Linked DNA regions of Gossypium hirsutum: region 2 is linked to region 1. The links are chromatin contacts, called in public Hi-C maps. All regions are on one chromosome and are shown on one strand. The core of a region is the stretch at or near the end of the contact, and the rest is flanking DNA. Distances in the headings are between cores, read along the strand shown. Region 1 holds the start of LOC107944720 (60S ribosomal protein L9). Region 2 holds the start of LOC107951382 (probable F-box protein At2g36090).

What was found. A called contact is a pair of places that touch in the nucleus more often than the background predicts.
Region 2: a Hi-C map of leaf shows a contact between it and region 1, with 2.7 times the contacts expected there. The contact joins the promoter of LOC107951382 here to the promoter of LOC107944720 in region 1. A contact is called at or near these places in 5 of 34 Hi-C or Micro-C datasets (callus and leaf).

The regions. Positions count from the first base shown.
Region 1 is chrA02:41,910,881-41,914,310 of Gossypium_hirsutum_v2.1, forward strand. It overlaps LOC107944720 (60S ribosomal protein L9), which reads right to left and starts at 1,920. Exons shown (of 3, transcript XM_016878547.2): 1 at 1,429-1,920; 2 at 829-951; 3 at 489-729. The coding sequence starts at 1,803. The coding sequence ends at 643.
Region 2 is chrA02:42,431,129-42,434,606 of Gossypium_hirsutum_v2.1, forward strand. LOC107951382 (probable F-box protein At2g36090) reads right to left here and starts at 1,326. Exons shown (of 2, transcript XM_041083770.1): 1 at 318-1,326; 2 at 122-153. The coding sequence starts at 1,326. The coding sequence ends at 122.

The DNA of each region.
Region 1 (3,430 bases), core at 670-3,169:
TTCCCTCCATGATTAGTTGAGTGATGGCTTTAGAATCAGTAGCCTGTCTCCCCCTCTCCTTGGGCTGCTTTTTTTTTTTTCTTTTGTCATCCTTTTTCAGCCATGGGTTGGTGTGACTGCCGACGCACCGCTTCTCACCTGACCCTCCTCCCACTTTCTACAGGACACCAGTTTCTACTGGTGACAGTGCTACCGACGCTCGATTTCTTCTTGATATGTTTGTTTGCTCTTTTGACCTCTTATTTTATCTTGCATGCGAATGACTTATTTGAAAATATAAGGTTAAAATTGTCAAATTATCATATTTGAACTTTAAATATTACAAGTAAGGCTTCTTAAAAAAATATTTGTTTATGGTAGCATTCTTTTTCAGAATATATCCTAAAATGCTTAAATATATCGTATCTTATCTTATTTTCAATAATTTGGATGATAATCAAGTCTTTAAACCAAAGGCTTTCATGCCTTCTTAAATTGCAGCAAAAGGGTTGCCGAAAAATTGCATTCCAAGTCATTGATGAAAGGAGCTCAATGTCGCAAAACATAAAGATGAAACAAATATAAGATAACATCCTTATAATCTAAAGTCTGAAAACCAAAGCAGAGCATTATAACACTATGAAACAAGAGATACCGTACCAATCATTCTTCTTCAGCGATCCTGCCCTTCTCGCTAACATAGATACCATCAAGGAACTTTCTAATATCCTTGTTCTTCACATGGCATTTCTGTTCCAATCAAAATTCACATTCATCAAGATAAATACCAAATATCAATCATCTCCAGCTTCAATCTCAGTGTTTAAAAGGGATCGACAGAGGGCCTACCTGGTTTATCAAAGCTGCCGAGCGTGACACAAGTTCGATATCGTTACCATCCAACACGATCTCGTCTTTAACCTTCTCTGATCGAACAATGGATACCCCTTCCAACATATCCACCTTTCGCACCTAATGTTCACCGGTGCAAACGTTAACATAATGTCATTGGAATACAAGGAACTTATCAAACTCTTGAACATGTTTCATATTTGGTTACTTGAACCCTAAAACATGAACAATTTGGTTCAAGATGTAAAAACAATGCCTGCCCATTTCTCTACATCAGTCAATGCAACCAGAACTCCAGAAAATATAAGAATTTTAGGTTGTCAAGTCCTAAGGGTGTTGACATTAAACAAACAAAATATATGAATCAACATATGCTCTTAATGTAGCATTTCAACAGCATCGTACGCTTGAATAGGCCAAAAAGAAAATGAAACAAAAAAAGCCCTAATATATGATAAAAACAATAATAAATGCCTTATTCAAACAAAAAAAAACAAATAAAGGGAATTAAATCAACAGTGTCAATGTGATTTCGATTCAATAAGAGATTAAAAGAACGGAGAGAGAGAGAGAGAGAGAGAGAGAGAGAGAGAAGACCTTCTTCTCGCCAAGGAAATTACGGATCTCGATGGACTTGTTGCCGTTAGTGATGGAGGCGTTGATGGGAAAATGAGCATAAACAAACCTCATCTTGTAACGGTAGCCCTTGGTGACGCCGGTGATGAGATTCTCAACGTGGCTGAGAGCAGTACGGATGGCGGCGCTAGTCTTTCTAGAGCCAAACCAAGCCTCGATCCTGAGCTTGCGTTTGCCGCTCTCCTCGTCCTTGATAAGATGAAAATCGAGGTTGAGGTGCTTGAAGTTACGGATGAGCTTACCCCTGGGACCTTCAACCTCGATCATCTTGGCCTTCACCTTAATATCAACCCCATCAGGGATGTCCATTGTCTCTGAAGAAAGAATGGTCTTCATTTTGCTTGCCTTCTGCTTCCTTCCTCGGTGCGGCTTCGATGGAGGGACTAAGTAGAGTGTAAAAACCCTATAACTTAAAGGCTGTAATGTTATATAATTTATTAGTATAAGGATTCAGTTTTGGGCCGGCTTTAGGGTTAAGAGCAGAAAATAGAGGAGAAAAATAGATTGCTGTGAGAGTCCGGCCCAATTAAAAAGCTTATTTTTCGAGATAATAAGCAATAAATTGAATTAATGTAAACTTGTGTATTTATCAAAAGTTAATTAATTCAGTTGCTCTTTTTTTTTAATCAACAAATTGTCTAAACCAAAATTTACTATTCCATTAATCTCAATAACAAGTAATAACTATTTAAGAATTTCTTCAAACACTTGCATATTTGTACTCCTTTTTGTAGTTAGTTGCTTATTTTTTAATTATATGTAATTTATTATTTCATTTTATTAAATTTTTAATTATGAATAATGACCAATCGATTGAATCTTAATTCGATTGTCATGAATATTGTTGTCTATACAAGAGGACATGTGTTCGAGTGTACTAAAACGAATTATTATCTTGTTTATAGATTAGGGAGGAACTATAAGTAATTTTAAGTATTGTGTTAAGTAGATTTGATCAGAACCTATAATGAAATTATTTAAAAATAATAATAATAATTGTGAATAATGACCAAAATGTATAATAATTTAAGTGTGCAAGGGATAATTTGGCCCGTGCAATTCTCATGTAATTAGTAGCCCTAGAGTAGCTAAAGGCTATCTTTTCCAACCTTACCCAATGTGTAGACAGGGGAAGGCGATAGCCCTGCCTCCACCCCAAAAATGGTAAAATTTTCTTATGATGCGTTCAAAATTTTAATAATTAAAAATTAGTATAATAATAAATTTTCTCTTCACTTCCTCTCTCCTAAAAAAATTATGATTTATCTTTGTCCCAAAGTAATTTTCTAGTTTTGCCCTTGGTCTTACCGTTATTCACTTATTCTGAAAAAAAAAACTCATTTTTTCATTTTTTTTTTGTTACCTCTTCTTATTTAAGCATTAGACAACATTTCAAAGCATAAACTTCCTTGTGGATTTCTTTTTGCCTTATAGGTTTCTTTGCGCATCCAACCTAAGATATAATATATGCCTAGCCTCTTTCTAAAGAAAATATTATTTGGCACATGCAAAGAACCTAATAATTATTGAGTGTGTCTTAAAGTACTATTTAAATTTATTGTCATTTGAAGCTGCAGGTGTGCAGTTGTTGTTAAGTTATAATACAATAGATACTTGGATGAAAGTATTCTAATAATCAAATCCAAAAGAAAATAATTTACTTCAAATTTAGGTTTTGAATACTTATAATTATTAACCTAAATTACTAATCTAATTAAATTCATGATTATGAACAGACCGACTTAAAGGAATTTTATTCTAATTACTAAAAAAACAAAGCAAAATTGTTTAAACTACTGAACTAAAACAATCTCAATTAAAAACTTTCCTCTCAAGTGTAAAATGTAGTGGTTGATTAGTTTAATTAGAAACTAATGATTAGGCTTAGTCAAATTGATCAGGAATTATCCATTGTTAACTTTAGATACTCACGATCTCTCGACTCACCTCGGATTCTAAAATT
Region 2 (3,478 bases), core at 76-2,575, 520 kb after region 1:
TCTTCTCCAATAAGTATGCCGTACCCAATTCAATCCTATATATGTGCCCAAATCCATAGGCTGGACCAAACCCATCAACATCATTTAACTTGGGAAACTCTCAAATTTTCATTTTGATTTGTCAAAGGTTGTGGATTGCAACATCGTAACAGTCTGTAATTGATGAAACAAGTTAAAACACAGTTTAACATGAATAATTATTTGTCCTAGAAACAGTGTGCTTTGCAATGGTTACTTAAGTTGTCATTGGACCATATAATAAATGGGTAAAATTCGGTACCCTAAAATTAAGAGGATTACTACTTCAAAAGATATACAAAGCCAATCAGCCATGGTTTCTTCGAGCTTCTTTTTCCTTATAATCTCTTGCTTTCGTCCCTCAAATTGTATGTAACCCTTTTTAACAGCATGACGATTATTACTTCGCGAGCAATATAGAGCTTGGTTTAAGATGATTAAACTCTTGCCACCATTTACATATGCTCCACTAGTGTCCTCAATGTGCATACTAACCTCTTTCGATCTCAAATACCCATGTTTTTCCTCTATGTTGCATCTTGCCACTATAAGACACTTGGCCAAGTTGTGAGGCAGTTGTAGTCTCTCTTGGACTGGGATAATGCACCCAAAATGTAGAATATAGTCACCATTGGAAGCCCATATTTTCTTCACCGACAATGGCTTCCAGCTTGATAGATTTCCAGCTTTTCCTCTCTTCTTGTCTAATAACACCCAACTTAATCGAATCCCTTCTTTTAGTTCATTGCAACGATCATCTGCTTTTCCCACAAGTGATATGAAGTCATGTCCATCGTCACCGTCTTCGATATCTTCATCATTAATATCTGAGGGTACCACTTTGAATGGACAGTTCAATACCCAACTCATAAGACCAGTTGTTGTGTCATCATCTTGGCCGAAATCGGTTTCCATTGGTATGCCGTCTAAGACACTGGAAGTAGTACATTTTTCTCTATAATAAACATCTATAAACAAAGCAAAATTAGACGGGGAAATAAGGGTTGGTTGTATAGGAAAGTAATTGTTGGCATCTTTGTGATCATTCGAAATAAGAGGATAAGAATCAGCATAGAATCTGCGAAAACCATCCGTTGATGATGAAATAAGGTGTTGGGCTTCGTCGAGTGCAGTGGAAGGCCATGTGGAATTACACAATTGCTTCCATAACCTTTGGTTTCGAGCTATGCCTCGAAGGTCAGAACATGTGCAGGCAGCTGAGGCCAGGGTTGAACCATCTAGTCGAGCCATGATATCAGCTAGGATATCCCTGCTTAAGCACTTCAAATCACATTTCAAATGCTCCATCATTTTTTTTTTGCCTACTATGGATACGCTCCCACTTGTTTATATAACAGTCATTTGACCCATCTAGCCGTCCATAGAGATGATGTATGACCATGAAACACACCATTGACCAACGTGATACAAGTCAGTAGCCGCGTTTTACAGGGTTTAAATTTCTTCCATAAATCCGTGGGACAATCCACAATTAGGCCAAAGATAGTGAACCGCCAACTGCAGGGTTGGCTTGCCAACTTTGAAACTTTGCCAAGTTCAAACAGCCAAATTCTTTAAATGGAAAACACCATTAGGTTCGTCCAAGCTATTAAGTTGTAACCTCTATACTAGACTGCCTAAGCCCGTAATTAAGTGATGGCTTTGTGAAGTTGAAAAGTCATTTATCATATTAAATGAAAGATAAGTGAGAGGTTCATCTGTGCTATTATTCATATTATTCCCTAATCACCCATCAATCAATTCAGCTCAAAAAAAAAATCCATCTTAAATTTTTATTAGTGTTGGATGCTTTAGTATATAAATTTATAATTAATACTTTTTTTTAACAGGTAATCAAATTTGTTAACAAGTGTCATAACGTTCACTAAGTATATAAAAATTTATATGCTAGTTAACAAAAACAAATCAACTTTTAACTTAATTTGATTGATTCATTCTTAAGACATCATCAAATAATTAAATAGTCTTAATAATTTATATTATTAGGGTTGAGAGAATGGGATCAAAATGTTGGTTGCATAGAACTTCATGTAATTCGTGGGGAATGGTTGTTACGGACGAAAAAGGAAAGCTGCCCAACATTTTGGCACTATTGTGAAAGAAATGGAAGCTCTTTATTGTGGACGAATTTCATTAACTAGAAGCAAAACTGCAATTAACCAGTTTAATTGATTCAAAGCTAAAGGCTTCTATATATTTAGGTACAATAGTTGCCCATAAACATTAAGGAAACCAAAATACGTGAAATTCAAGGCAAAAGCTCTTTGAATTTGCCAAGTGGCAATGCATTAGTTTCAAGTAGGTTGGACATGGACCCTAATCTTCTGTTAGACACAGTTCTCCTCCTTTATTAAAAATGGTGAAGAATTTGAAGGAATTCCCTACTATAATATGTTGGTGCAAAATTGTTTGTCGGTAATCTTGATTTGTTTATACTAAGATTGATTTTTATTCTAAGTTCAAGATTTATGAACTTTTTACTATCCTTTATTAAGAGGATATTAATGGACAAGATTGACAAATTGATATCAAGCAATATGATATAATTTTAAAGCTATCTTATTCTCATTTCAAGGATATTTTATCACTACGATAGCGCTTGAAGTATTTTAATGGAAGCTTCATCCTCCATTGTGGAGGAAATAATAAAACACTACATAGTTCATCTTGGGAACCCATTTCACTGGTGTAAATAGAAAGAAAACTGTCCATCGATTGAGAGTGATTTTACCAACTTCAATACGAGAGGTCGAGTGTTGAGAGAACTTACATGAAGTGTAGGAGACAAGGTTGCAATAATCCATGGATTGATTAATCTTAAATTAGCACTTGTATTCAGCTTTTTTAGTGGATTCAACTTTGAGTGAAGCCTAACATAGGTGGTTCACGAATTGCATAAACATATTTGGTGTTCTTTAGTTTTTGTTTGTTGTTCATTGTTCTATTGCTAGTCACAAAAATCGATACAACAATTTATGTAATAATTCTTTAGATTTTTTTATAATTTTTTGAGATGTAATTTTAATAATTATTTAATTTAATATTTACAAAAAAAATCATATTTACACCAATCATATATTCGAATTATTCAAATTATAAAATTTAATTCGATTCAAAATCGAAACTCGAACTACTCGATTCGATTAACTTTTAGTTTGTATTTTTTTGATTTTTTTCAAATGCAATTGAATTTTGATCATATTTTTTTACAGGAGGTTGAGGTCGATTAGATTTTTCAGTGCAATTTTTTACGAGGGGTTGAGGTCGATCAGATTTCTTCAGAAAATATTTTCCCGGGAATCCCAGGATATCTGATGGATGAGTGGGATATTGTAGGAGTTGAAAGTGGTAGAAGGAAAACGCCACGTAGGACGCGTTTTCAATGCACTATAGAAAAATGCATTGAAAACGCGTCCTACGTGGGGCATTTTCCCTCTAC